2 separate regions of the Sus scrofa genome follow, and region 2 is linked to region 1. A link is a contact called in public HiChIP or PLAC-seq data. All regions are on one chromosome and are shown on one strand. Each heading gives the region's core, a stretch centred on a gene start, on an enhancer-like site or on the middle of the called end of the contact. The rest is flanking DNA. Distances are from core to core; before and after follow the strand shown. Region 1 has its middle 160 kb from the start of PFKFB3. Region 2 overlaps PFKFB3 (6-phosphofructo-2-kinase/fructose-2,6-bisphosphatase 3).

Region 1 (7,009 bases), core at 475-2,974:
GTTGCGGGTTCGGTCCCTGCCCTTGCTCAGTGGGTTAACGATCCGGCGTTGCCGTGAGCTGTGGTGTAGGTTGCAGACGCGGCTCGGATCCTGCGTTGCTGTGGCTCTGGCGTAGGCCGGTGGCTACAGCTCTGACTCAACCCCTAGCCTGGGAACCTCCATATGCCGAGGGAGCGGCCCAAGAAATAGCAACAACAACAACAACAACAACAAAAAAGACTATTCTTGGGGCTGAAAGTGACAGAAACGGGGTGAATTATTGAATCTGTCCAAGATGTCGCCTTGGCCAGCAGACAGTGAAGACAAATTCATTTCCTGGTCCTACCTCCCTGGAACTCAGTCTTTTTGATACCCTCTTTGCCCACAGCTAAACTAACTCTTTCTGCTGGATTTTAAATTTTTTACAGGCCCCAGGAGAGAGCACAGACGGGGGCAGCTACATAATCATTGGGCGTTGCTTAGCTGGGGCCTCTTCAAATCAATCGAGACTATTATTACAGGTACAGAAGCAAAGGATGGGGCCACTCGTTGTGACGGGGACCTGGCAGCCATCCCGCCAGACTGCAGCCGTGAAAAGGCCGAGCGGGTTCCTGCAAGATCAGAAACCAAGTGAGTCTGACTCTCAAACAGATCCTCAGGCATGATTAAGGCTCAGATTTGCTTTTCCTGTTTTCCCATCAAAGCAAATTAGCTAAAAGAAAATAGCATTCCGAGTGACCCGAGGTTGGAAACACTGTCCCCGCAAGTGCTCTGAATTCTTCGTCACCCCCAGGTTCTTTCACAACTGAGCTGGGTTCATCAGGGAGGCTCCTGGCATGGGGGTTGACAGCTTAAATGCCAAAACAGGATGTGTCCTCACCAGGGCCCCGCGTGGCTGCAATCTACTGGAATTAATTGGTCTTGGGGTTTTTTTGTTGTTGGTGGTAACGGTGGGGTTTTTTTGGTGTTTTTTTTTTTCCTTTTCTTTCTTTTTCACTTGAGAGCCTCAGATGGGCAGACAAGGAAACAGCTTCTCATTTGCATAGAGCTCGGCCCCATTCAGGGGTGAGCTGAGGACAGCGCTGCCTTGGCTGAGGCAGGAAGTCAGCTGTTCGAAGCCACCACTTTTCAACCTTGGGTGGCTTTTTCTTTTTTCCTTTTTTTTTTTTTCTCTCTCTCTCTCTCTTTCTCTCTCTCACCATCATTCATTTTGGAAGAAAACCTAAGTTTAATTTCAAACAGAGCACAGACCCCGGGAAGGAGAAGAAAGAAAGGCAAGCGAGCCTCCAGGCTGGCCCATCACTCTGGCCTCTGCTTTTTGCTTTCTTACTTAATGAAGATGCCAAGCCATCAAACTGAAAGGGGCTAGTGGTCCTTGGCCAGGCCAGAGGATGGCTGGTGACAGTGGCAGTGAGCCTCCTGCCCAGGGCTGGGAGTTGGCATCAAGGCTGCAGACTCTCGCCAGCCCCCTGGGCAGCCCAAGGGAGTGTTTTGGGGCCATTCCCCCCTGAGAAAGGCCTCAGTTTCAAGCAACGTCTCTGCCCGGATGGGTGAGATGAGCAATGTCTCTGCCCAGATGGGTGAGACGTGTCAGCAGAGCAAACCAACACTGCGGGCCAGACGCATCATTTCAAAGCACGTTGATTCTCTCACGATGTTCAGGTGCAGGTCAAGGCCCCTGGGCTTTTTCTTGATTTGAATCTCTTTCACGGGTAACTGCCTCCTTCCACGACCCTGTGATCAGCAGCTCTGCCCTCGGCTTGGAGATACTCATGTAAGTTGTCCCTGGAGGCACAAGGGAACAAACAGCCTTGTCCTGCTCTGGGCCGCAAAAGGGCCCGCATGGAGCGAAGGAAGTGGTATTTCTGTGGGGGACATCTGACCACAGTCCATGTCATCTCTCTCAGATAAAACAAGTCCTTCCCCAACAGAAGCAGCAAAAGCTCATGATAGAGCATGTTTATACGTTGGCTTGTCACAAGGAACCAAAACTAGGAAGTTGCAACACAGTAATAAGGTGTGGGGTAACAGTTAGACGGGCCTATCAACGTCATTTTGATGAGAGCGTTTCACCAGTTTTATAACAATATGCCAAACAAGCTAGTTCCCACATCAGAGCGCCAGGAACGTTGTACACTGAAAAAAAAACAAAAAAAAAACAAACAAACAAAAAAAAAAAACCAACGTGTGTTTCTGGGCCTTTAGAACACTTCAAATTACTGAATCAAAAGACTGACTTTCTTGACCATCCTAGGCCCACGGAGTCATAGTTCTAGAAGTATCTTCACCCCACTGGCTCTCTTTCCAGCGTCCATGGATATTACCCTCCTATCACCTATCTCTATCTCTAACAACAACCATGTATATGTAATCACTGGAAAAGCCTTCCAGGCTTTTCTAGCCACCCCAGCCCCCAGCTAATGTGTGACCCCAGGTAGCCACCGGACAGAGCATCCTTAGGTAACAAAGCAGGTAAAATGGTACCTCTGCCAAACTGAAATAACTACATATTGTGGATCTCCAGAGCTGATTAGAACATCAATCCAACTATTAAAATACGTCTTTTGAAAGGCCAAGGACACGTGCTAATTTATGAGGTACAAAAAAATTTTTTTTGGTTGCACCCATGGCATGTGGAAGTTCCCAGGGCCAGGGATCAAACTGGCACCACGGCGGTGACAATGCCAGATCCTTAACCCACTGAGCCACCAGGGAACTCCTACAACAAATTTATAATTCCGAATCTGGCCAAGGACTGGTGTTGAAGACAGGGGTTCACCTGGCTTTCTTCTATCTGGTCACAACTGCGGAAGGCAGGATTTGAAAGCGGATATAGATGAATTGACAGAATAAGTCACAATCTAGGAGGCTTCTACCTCTACTGACCATGTGACGGTGATTTCACGCATCTTTGCCACCAAAGCAATCTCCTCTTATCCAACTTATCTGATGACTCTGAACCTTTTTATGGGGCTTCGTAAGGAAGTATTTAGAGGGCAGGATAAACAAGAAGAGCCTATGCACAAAACCTCACATTGAAAGCAATCAAAGAATCGTGTTTGTAAAATCTGCCTCATGTCTGTGCCTCTCGTGTGCTTTGGCCGTGGTGAACTCTCTTCGTGCTTGTCACACAGACACAGAAGCCACTGCGGGTCAACACAGCAACATGGTTCAGTGTGTAGGGTTTAGGACCAGACAGACACGTCCAAACTGTATTCTGCTTTTAGCTCTTTGACCTTTAGGCAAACAACCTCACTGTCTGTAGCTCAACTTCGTATTGTGTGGAACAGAGGCAATCACACTGCATGGGGTTCTTGTGGGGATTGTGCCTACAGACCACTTACCCCGTGCCTGAAACACTGGATTGGCAGAGAGGTAAATATTCAAAATTTTGGAGGGACAAGTGAGTTTATTTCTCAGAAACCCTTCCTGGGGCAAATCATTTCAAATATTCGCTTCATGGCATCGCTGTTATCAGCCAACCTTCACATCACGAGGCTACACAAGCCCGCCCCTCCCCAGTCTTCTCCCACCGCCCCCAGGGCCCCTCTACACTTTTCATGAAACCCAACTCTGCCTGCTTTGGCTTTCCCTGCCATCATTCCCCAAATGATAAAATACATAGTTCTCAGTATTCCTAGTCGTCAGCTTCAACTTGATTACCTCTTTCTTTTTTTTTTTTTTTTTTTTTTTTGTCTTTTTGTCTTTTTGTCTTTTGTTGTTGTTGTTGCTATTTCTTGGTCCACTCCCGCGGCATGGAGGTTCCCAGGCTAGGGGTCCAATCGGAGCTGTAGCCACCGGCCTACGCCAGAGCCACAGCAACGCGGGATCCGAGCCGCGTCTGCAACCTACACCACAGCTCACGGCAACGCCGGATCGTTAACCCACTGAGCAAGGGCAGGGACCGAACCCGCAACCTCATGGTTCCTAGTCGGATTCGTTAACCACTGAGCCACGACGGGAACTCTGGATTACCTCTTTCTTTAAAGAAATTGCACTCAGACTTTTTTCTTATTACTCTCGAGCACAATGCCATCCTGTTTGGGGAGCTAACACTCAGAGGACCTAAAATTTACTCTTGTCTTTGACACCCAGTTTCACAATATCATCAGGATTGTCTATCCCACTCCATTTAGTCGCTGTCTATAAAAATGACATTTTCCGGAGGTCCCGTCATGGCTCAGCAGTTAGCAAATTTGACGAGCATCCATGAGGCTTCAGGTCTGATCCCTGGCCTTGCTCAGTGGGTTAAGGATCCGGCGTTGCCATGAGCTGTGGTGTAGGTCGCAGACGCACCCCGGATCCTGCATGGCTGGGGCTGTGGTGTAAGCCAGCAGCTATAGCTCTGATTCGACTCCTAGCCTGGAAACCTCCATATGCTGGTGTGGCCCTAAAAAAGCATTTTAAAAAAAAAAAAAGATGTTTTCTAATTCGTTGGGGCAGCGGTAGAGATAAATGCAATCTCTTTGCTATTAGTTCTTTAAAATAACAGAACATATTCGCTTCACGGCATCGCTGTTATCAGCCAACCTTCACATCACGAGGCTACACAAGCCTGCCCCTCCCCAGTCTTCTCCCACCGCCCCCAGGGCCCCTCTACACTTTTCATCAAACCAAACTCTGCCTGCTTTTGCTTTCCCTGCCATCAGCCATCCCAGTTCTGGGATCTGACGCTAAATGATTCAGGACCAAGCTCTTGATCTCCTGCCAGTTTCACAGGGTCACATGGTGATGAGTAAGAAAGAGAGGGAAGTGTCTCTCACTGATGCGGAGGGGCAAATGAGAATGCATTTAAGGTCTTTTTCAACCCCCTGATTCTGAGATAAGAAGGAGAATGGATACTGACTAAGCAAACACAGTTCCTGCCCCGACAGCCCTCCGGGAGCCCAGGCGCCAGGCTGGGCTCTGCATCCTCTTCCACAGGCACCTGCAGCCCCGCCCATTTCCCCTCACTTTCCTTCTCTCCTCTCTGCTACCTGAGAGGTTGTGCCGGCTCCTCGGAGACCACCTTCCAGCAAGGCCCCGTTTCTAAAGCATGACTTTAGATTTGGGGCTCTGCTTTACCTGAACGAGGCATCATCTCCAGAGGCTCAAAAGGCACCTTCCTGCTCCCCCGAGGACACGCACGTGCAGCAAGAGACAGGAGAGCTGGGCAAGGAAAGGGAGACGCCAGTCATCCATCCTGTGCCCAGGCTGGCATTTCCACCAGTGATTATTAATCAAGAGAGCCTTCTGGTAGCAATTTCCTTTCCTTAGACCAACCTCAGCACTGCCCGTCCCCTTGTCCTTTTCCACTTTGAAAAAAGGAAGAAAGGCCATCCCCTCCATCACCCCCTGGCAGGCTCAGCCCTGAGATCACAGTGAAATCTGAGAGAAGCAGACCCAGCCCCAGCCCAGCAACCAGCCAGACTGTCTTTGACTTCTCCGTTCATCGAAAATTCAAACGAGCCAACTCCACTGCTGAGTTCTCCTCCCCAGAGTCCTGGAGCCCAGCACTGATCTGATGGAACCAGGCAGGAAGGAGACAGGTGCCTGGCCTATGCGCTGCCCGACCCCCCTCGGGCCGGGTTGCTTTGTCCCCAGGGCGCTCTCTGCTCCACCCAATTGTGTTTCAATAAAATCTGGCACCGACTGGCCAGCTGGTTCAGCACCTGCCTCCAGATGTACTTGCACCTGGCGGAGAGGCCAGGTATGGGCACGTCCCTGGAAGCAGCACTGGCGGGCACATGTGCCCGGCTCATCCTCTCCTGCTTTGGTCCTGCCTGCGCCTGGGCCTCGGATCTGGCACCTGGCAGGAGGCAGTGCAGCATGGGGCCAGAGTGTGGATGGGCTGGGTCCCCGCCCTGGTTCTCATGCCCAGGAAGCTCTCAGAAGGCTCCCCGCGCCCCGCTCCGCATCAGGCACCCCGTCCATCACTGAGCCAGGTACCCTTAGGCAGTCCAGGGACCTAGTACCGCCTTGTCAGCTCCTCCTGCATTCCTTCAGCTCAGTTCCTGGGTTCCTCTCTGCCCGCCTGCCTGCTGGCAACCGAGCTCCAAAGCCTGGTCTAAATGCCTGGGTAGACAGAGGGTCAGCCCGTCCCCAACCCACCAGCCTCCAGGACACCTGCCTCTGAGCTGTCTCCATCCAGTGTCCCTACCACCATCAGTCCTGCCAGCAGACCCCCCCGCCCCCAGGCAGGCACGGCATAGATGATCCAAGTCCAAGGTTGTCACTGGTAAATTCTCCCCAGCTGACATATACCAAGTTTTGGTGGAATTTGCTCTTGGAAGCTCTACATAGTCAGGAAAATCATGATTATTGATTCCCGAACTCGCTCTTCACAAAGACCCATTTCTGGGCCAACTGAACCAGGTCCAGGAAATGCAAACTAATTGTAAGGTCCAAAATAAGTCTCCTGTAATTAGAGAGACAGAGACAGAGAAGAAATTTTTTTTTTCCTTTGGCCTTTTCTAGGGCTGCTCCCGTAGCATATGGAGGTTCCCAAGCTAGGGGTCTAATCAGAGCTGGAGCCACTGACCTACACCAGAGCCACAGCAATGCCAAATCATTAACCCACTGAGTGAGGAGGCCAGGGATCGAACCTGCAACCTCATGGTCCACTAGTCAGATTCGTTAACCACTGAGCCATGACAGGAACTCTGGAATTTTCCATTTCATTCCTTTCTAAGGCTGAGTAATACTCCATAGTACAAACCTACCACATTCTGTTTATCCTTGCTCTGTGGATGAACCCGTGGGCTGTTTCTACTTTCTGACTATTGAGAATAATGCTGGTATGTACATGGGTGCTCTTACGTTTCAGTCCCTGCTTTCAGGTTTTTTTGGGGGGGGATATTTACCCAGGAGCAGAATTACTGGACCAAATGGAAATCTGATGTTTAATTTTTTGAGGAACCACAGCAAACTGTCAAAAACACGTGAGCTTACGTCTTTCCTTAAAGCTCCTTGGTGCCTTCCCGCTGTACCCGGGTAGCAGGTTAAATGGGTGCTGGGGTCCTGCCCCATTTCCCCGCCTCCCCCATTGCAT
Region 2 (6,825 bases), core at 3,469-5,968, 150 kb after region 1:
CCCCTTTATGACTAAGACACCAAATGGAGTACTCGGGGCAAAACGGGGGGAAAAACCCCATGTCACTCCCTCTGAGTCAGCCCCTCAACCGCACCATCGGAGGCTCTGGCCAGGACCTACGGGACATGAATTTGCATTTTGGCAACACCGCCAGGGAGTCCCGTGCACTCGGAGTTTGCGAGCGCCCGGCTCTCCCAGCTGAGTCATCAGTTCTCGGAGCAGCCGGCTCCCGACTTTTCTGATCAGAAACCGCTACCTCCCAGGAAGACGTGTCTTCGGCTGTAAATTCTGTGCGCTGTGCAGCCGCACTGGGGTATCATGACCTCACATGGAAATGAGCGATGAAAAAGGATGGGTCAACGCTCCATAGAAAGAGGCGTCATCTTTGGGGGCTGAGGAAGGACACGGGTGCACCTGCCTTTCTCAAGCGCGGGATCAAGGGAGGGCAACTCTCAGGGCAGAGCCTGGGGGTCTCGCTTAATTTTCCCACGGGGACTTTTTGTGGCTCAAAGCCTCTAGTTCGTTTATTTTTTATTTTCAAATTTTATTTATTTTTGTCTTTTTGTCTTTTCTAGGGCCGAACCCACGGCATATAGAGGTTCCCAGGCTAGGGGTCTAACGCCACAGCCACAGCAACATGGGATCCGAGCTGCATCTGCGACCTACGCCACAGCTCACGGCAACGCCAGATCCTTCACCCACTGAGCGAGGCCAGGGATCGAACCCGCCACCTCTTGGTTCATTTGTTAGAGGAACAGGAAGGGAAACTTCAATGGGAGTGGAGGAGGGTGGGAGGAAGCTGGCAGACAAGGTTCTCTTTTGATGCAAAAGCAATCCGCCCTCTGACTTCAGACCCACAAACAACCCAAGAAGTCGCTGACGATCAGATGAGAATCAAACTACAGAGGTTTTGTCATGGCTTCTGGGCCCGCCGCCTCCCATCTGGGGTGGGTGTCTATTTCCGGAGCTCCGGCGGACAGTAAACAGGGTCTCCTCCTTAGAGAACTGCGGGTGGGCCCCCAGGGCACGTCCCCCATCCCCCGGGTCCCCGCCACTTCAAAATAACCACAAACACAAGTCCAGGAAGTTCAGTGCCAAAAAGACTCCCAAAATGTTAGTAATTTAAGGTTCATGCAAATAGGGGATAGGAAAAGTCAAGTCTTTCCAGAGAGGAAGCCACCCACACCACCGTATTTCAACCTTCTCTGCAAACAGACCCAGGACCTCAAAGGCGCTGGGGAAGCTTTAAGGAAACGCGAACGCACATCTACAAAGCAAAAACCTTATAAAAACATGAAATTGAGAGTCAGGCTGGGGCCAGTCCTCCCTGGGGTCTCTGGTCTTTGTGGGCAATTTTGTGGCACTTTCCCACGGGGGCATGTGCATTTAAGGACGCCAACATTTTAGGAGGGTTTGCTCCCTGCTCCTCTCCCACACCTACCCTCACCAGCCAGCAGAGGCAAGTTTGCACGCACGCACGCCGCACACCCACACCCCCCCACACACACCCACAGGCACCCCTCCCCCGGTGGCCAGAAGAACAGACACAAAGGCCTAAGATTAAAATCAAAACCACCGGTCTATTCTGCAGCTACTGAGGATGCCTGAGTCTACCAGCTCCCTAACCTCCAAGTCAGGAGACTTACTAGAAGGAGCGTGGCCCCCCACAGACCGCTTCCAGAGCCCAGAAAACTGTTCAGGGCAGACACTGCTTCAGGCAAATTCCTCTGGGAGAAGAGGGCTCAGTTTGTTATTTTCTGGCTGGATCTTTGACTAAAAACTGTAACCAGGTCCCCTGGAGATCCAAGAAAAACAAGACATGGCCTCTTTATACACACTTCATATCTTTACCTCCTTCCCAAAGATACTAAAATAGGACACACTGAACAATTTAAAGGCAGCAGAGGAGTTCCCGTCGTGGCTCAGTGGTTAACGAATGAATCCAACGAGGAGCCATGAGGTTGCAGGTTCAAGCCCTGGCCTTGCTCAATGGGCGAAGGATCTGGCGTTGCCGTGAGCTGTGGTGTAGGTCGCAGATGCGGCTCGGCTCCCGTGTTGCTGTGACTGTGGTGTAGGCTGGGAGCTATAGCTCTGATTTGACCCCTAGTCTGGGAACCTCCATATGCCGTGGGTGCGGCCCTAGAAAAGACAAAAAGACGATAAATAAATAAATAAATAAAGGCAGCAGAGACAAACATCAACTCAAGTGCTCGTGTCTTTTCAGAAAGCAGGAACCGAGTTCCCGTCATGGCTCAGCAGTAACAAAGCCAATGAGGATCCATGAGGATGTGGGTTTGATCCCTGGCCTTGCTCAGCGGGTTAAGGATCCAGCGTTGCCATGAGTTGTGGTGTAGGCTGAAGACATGGCTCAGACCCGGCACTGCTGTGGCTGTGGTGTCGGTCTCACCTGAAGCTCTGATTCGACCCCTAGCCTGAGAACTTCTACATGCTACAGGTGGGGCCCTAGAAAAAAAAAAAGAAAAAGAAAAGAAAAAGGAAAGAAAGCAAGCATGAAATCAAGAATCCACAAAGTGGACCTGGGACCTCGGGGGGGGGGGGGGGCCTACCTCCTCTACGCATCTTCTCCACAGGCTCAAAGTCTGAACCATGAGGCACTGAGGGCCACAGAGTGAAGCCTCCCAGCCCAGCAGGTGCCTCCCCCTGAGTTTTAGGGTGCAGCCTGGCAGGCTGGTGTGCACTCAGGTCAGAGTCACTCGCTCCCCCAGCCCCCAGCTCCTCCCTGGTTGCTCCCACTAACAGCCAGGTCTAAGCACATGGAGTAGATAAGAGAGTGGCAGATGTGACAAAAGTAACAGGGATGGAGTGGGCACAGGTAGTCGTAGAGGTCCTGATGTGGAACTTATTAAGGGACTTTGGGACATCACTGTAAGTTAATAAATTGCTCAAAAAAGCCCTCCGCACAAGGCAGGCTTGCTTGACTAGTGGAGGCGCGAGAACGGCCTCAGGTCGTGGGTGGGGGATGGGCTGAGGCCTGGATTCAGACTCAGACCAAGGGCGGGAGTTTGAGGACCACCCTGTGCGGATCTGCATACACACCTTACAGAGACCAAGGAGGAGCTGCTACTCCCAGAAAGGAAGAGGCGGGCCTTTCCGACCCCCAGGCCCCTTGAAGGATAAAGCTGTAGCCCACCAGATCCTCAGGGCAGAGCTTCCGTGCCTGCCCGCTGGCATCTCTCACAAGCGTCCTACCCTAATAATCTATTTCTTGCCCATCACTTCGTCTCTCGCTGAATCCTTCTGCGAGGGGACAGGAGGGACCTGAACTCAGTGAGTCCAGACACGGGGTGAGCGATTCTAATTTAAAACTGTGGGTTTGGAGTTCCCGGCGAGGTGCAGTGGTTAACGAATCCGACTAGGAACCATGAGGTTGCGGGTTCGGTCCCTGCCCTTGCTCAGTGGGTCAAGGTTCCGGCGTTGCCGTGAGCTGTGATGTAGGTCACAGATGCGGCTCGGATCCCGCGTTGCTGTGGCTCTGGCGTAGGCTGGTGGCTACAGCTCCGATTCGACCCCTAGCCTGGGAACCTCCATATGCCGCGGGAGCGGCCCAAGAAATGGCAAAAAGAAAAAAAAAAAAAAAAAAAAAAAACAACAAAAAACAAAACTGTGGGTTTAAGTCCCAATCTGTGTCCTGGCTGGGTTCAGACGTCTGTGCTGTCAGTTTCAAAAGGGGCAGGAAGCAGGAACAACGGTGGGGGCAGTTGGATACTGTGATCGCCTGTGTTGGACTCAAAGTGAAGACTGTTTTAACAAGTGTGGCGGGACAATGGATCAGAGGTGTGCCCCTGCTGGAAAAGCGGACTTGCTGATGAGCTGGTGAGCCACCTTCTTCTCAGGGAGCCCTGGCATCCTTGTCCAGCCCAGGACAACCTCCCCCTTCGTCCGAGGTAGAGAGTAGGTGACACAGTTAGCAGGGCCTGATGAGTCTTCTAGTTCAGGGCACCCTATCAGAGCAGAAGCTCTGTGGCACTGACATTACCCCCACTCTGCTAAGACGGATGCATCACGAAAAGGCAAAGGCTAGGGGAGCCTGGCAGATCAGGGCCTGCATCTTGGCTCCACCATTTTTCTTCTGATATGGAAACGCCTCGCTGTACCAGATTCCTGGAGAAAACTCCAACAACGTTCTTTCGTGCCCCTTCTCTGTAATTGACCTGAAATTCCCCTCTCGTAAACATCTCTGTTCTGTCCCTCTGCCCCTCAGGCAGTACGAGCCCAGTGCAATCTCTTGTTCACCTGAGAGCCCTTCACATATTTCTATCTGGGCTCAGGTGAGCCTGGGGCCTGTCCTGAGTAGGCTAAACACCCCAGTTCTTCAACCCCTCCTCACATGACGTGGTTTCCAGACCCTCCACTAGCTGAGTCACTCTCTGAAGGTTAACTCCATACCCCCTTAAGGAAGGGCCAGGCATGACCAGGATCCCGGTTCATTCTAGGCCCTGGAGGAGGGAAGCGGAGTTTCGCAGCTCGGCACCTGGGGAACCTAGGGGCCGGGAGAGCTTTCATGCAAGAGGTGCCGGCAGTTTCCGGGGTTCACTGAGCGCCCCCCCACCCACCCTCGGGATGCGTTTCCCCAGGGCGGCTGTGCGGGCTGTTTACATACTGTTAAAGGGAACATCACGTCCAGCACCAGCGGGTCTGGTACCTCTCTGCCAGGCAGGAAAAAACAACGCCAGGCACTTGCACTGTTTACCTCCGCTAGATAAAAACACAGCATGCGCTAACGCAGCCTCCCACTCTTTCGCCTGCCTCCCGGCTCCCCCTCCCTTTCAGCGGCGCGCATGCCGCCCCGCCCTGGATTCGGCGAGCCACCTGCCGGCCTATTTCCTCGGGCGGTTTGACAACCCACGGCCGCTCCCAGGCCTTCTCGGAAAAACCCCCTGGCCGGAAAGGGAAACGAGGCCGCGGGGAGGGGAAACGCGAAGCCAGCCCTGGGCGCCCGCCGGCAGCGCGGGATGCACGCCGCGCCCACGTGCAGCACCCGCGCCGCGGGGCAGGCTGGGGTGGCGCCACGTGAACGCGGCGTGCAGCGCGGTGGGGCGGGGCGGGGCGCGCGCTGACCAGCCCGTGCGCCGCGCCTGCAGCCAATCCGCGCGCCGGCCCGCCCGCCCGGCCCCGCCCCTGCCAGGCCCCGCCCTCCCTGGGCCGCCGCCGCCGCGTGTCCCGGAGTGACCTCTCCCCGGAGGCCCGGCGCAGCTGAACTCGCGCCGGACAGCAGCCCCCGGCGGGCGAGGCGGTGGCTGGCGGCTGGGGCAGGGCGGCGAGCACCTGCAGGCTCCTCCCGGGCCTCCCCGCCGGGAGACGCCGCAGAGACCCGCCCTCCGCCTGGCCCTCCTTATCCCACGACCCCGGCCACCTCCATCCCCAGAGTCAGGGGCCGGGAGGTGTGTCCTGGGCGGCGGAATAGCCGCCCCAAAATATGCCTCTTGGCATAAGGGTTATTTTGAGCTGGTTATTTTTGCGAAACTGCGGACCCGGGAGAAGCTTCGAAAACAGAGAGGCTACCCTTTTGTAAGGGAAATTTACATTAGAAAGGGAGCCTGTTCCTCACCTTAGAGACTTGGCTGTAGGGCGGGGTCGACACCACACTTTGTTAATGACACCTTTCCTCTGCCACCTCCTAGTGAATTGCTTTCCTCCCCTGGGAAGGCCCCAGACCCCTTCCCTGTGCTTAGCTCAGGAGGGTGTATAAGCCTCAGCTGCCCGGCAGCCTTTTCACGTCCCCAGATAGGGATCTTTGTGGGTTTAAGACCTAGAAGGGGAGAGGGAAAATCATCTTTCCTCTCCTTTCGGTTTGTACGAGGGAAACGTTGACATCCAGTCCACATAGGCTTTTATTCCTCCGTCTTCACTGCCCTCTGCCACCTTCTGCTTTGAGATTACCTAGGATATTACCATAACTCTTAAATAATTAAAACTAAATATTTTAAATTATGTTATACATATTTTAAATATTTACAACTAAACATTTTATAGTCGTTATAAATATTTTAAAATTATACACCAGGAGTTCCTGAAAACTAATCTAGGTTTGCTATTTCATTATTCACTCCTCTTCCTTGTATCTTATAACGGTAATTCTTTATTTCCTCTGGGCTTCCTGCTATTCTGTCAGATAACCTCCCTCATCCATGGTCCCCCTTCACTCCCAGGCCCCCACCCTGCCCGAGGCTCCAGGGTGGTAACTTTTCTGAATCTTTGCCCTCCTAAAGGTATCCATTTTACTCTCGTTTCACTGGCAGATTATATACTAAGTACAGGATTCCAAGGGGAAAATATTTCTTCATTTTCTCCTAATGTCTGCTTTTGCCGAGAGCTCAGCTGCAACACTGAGACCCCCTCACCCGTGTAGTTGACTCACTAAAAGCCACCGGTTCAGCTCAGTTCAGCTAAATCTACGTCTGCTGGGCAGTCCACCAATCTTTCTTTTTTCTTTCTTCCAACCATCCAAGTTTCAGACGCCAGGCGCTCTAGCTCAGTGCTCCAAGGACATCAGTGGGTAAACACATCACCTGTGGATCTTGGGGAACTGGGGTTCTGTTCTAGTCACGCCAGGGTGAGGCGTGGTCTGCATCTCTAACAAGCCCCCCGGTCAGGGCCATGGGGACCACGCCCTGAAGCAAGGCTGCAGCTGCCGCCTCTTCATGACACTTTGACCTCAGCTGTGATCATTCATCAGCCCTACACGTCTGACTCTGTGTCCTGTGTCCGCTGCGCACTCTGTGTCTTGATGGTTCATACATGTTACACTTGCGGTTTCTCTTCTGATGCTGGTTTTCCTCACATATTTTTTTTTCTTTTCCTTTC

What was found. HiChIP or PLAC-seq counts read pairs in DNA pulled down with a chosen protein or histone mark.
Region 2: an H3K27ac HiChIP or PLAC-seq map of alveolar macrophages shows a contact between it and region 1. The contact joins two enhancer-like sites. A contact is called at or near these places in 2 of 2 datasets of contacts at active chromatin or transcription factors (alveolar macrophages and skeletal muscle).

What each region holds. Positions count from the first base shown.
Region 1 is chr10:64,691,252-64,698,260 of Sscrofa11.1, forward strand. No RefSeq gene overlaps it. Among named protein-coding and RNA genes, the nearest start is that of PFKFB3, 160 kb to the right of the region's middle. Within about 2 kb of position 1,725, at least 41 of the 83 cell types and tissues checked have an H3K27ac peak or open chromatin away from gene starts, as enhancers often do. A contact at or near this core is called in alveolar macrophages and skeletal muscle, where this site is marked.
Region 2 is chr10:64,833,368-64,840,192 of Sscrofa11.1, forward strand. The region is part of intron 1 of PFKFB3 (6-phosphofructo-2-kinase/fructose-2,6-bisphosphatase 3); the gene reads right to left. Among named protein-coding and RNA genes, the nearest start is that of PFKFB3, 22 kb to the right of the region's middle. Within about 2 kb of position 4,719, at least 67 of the 83 cell types and tissues checked have an H3K27ac peak or open chromatin away from gene starts, as enhancers often do. A contact at or near this core is called in alveolar macrophages and skeletal muscle, where this site is marked.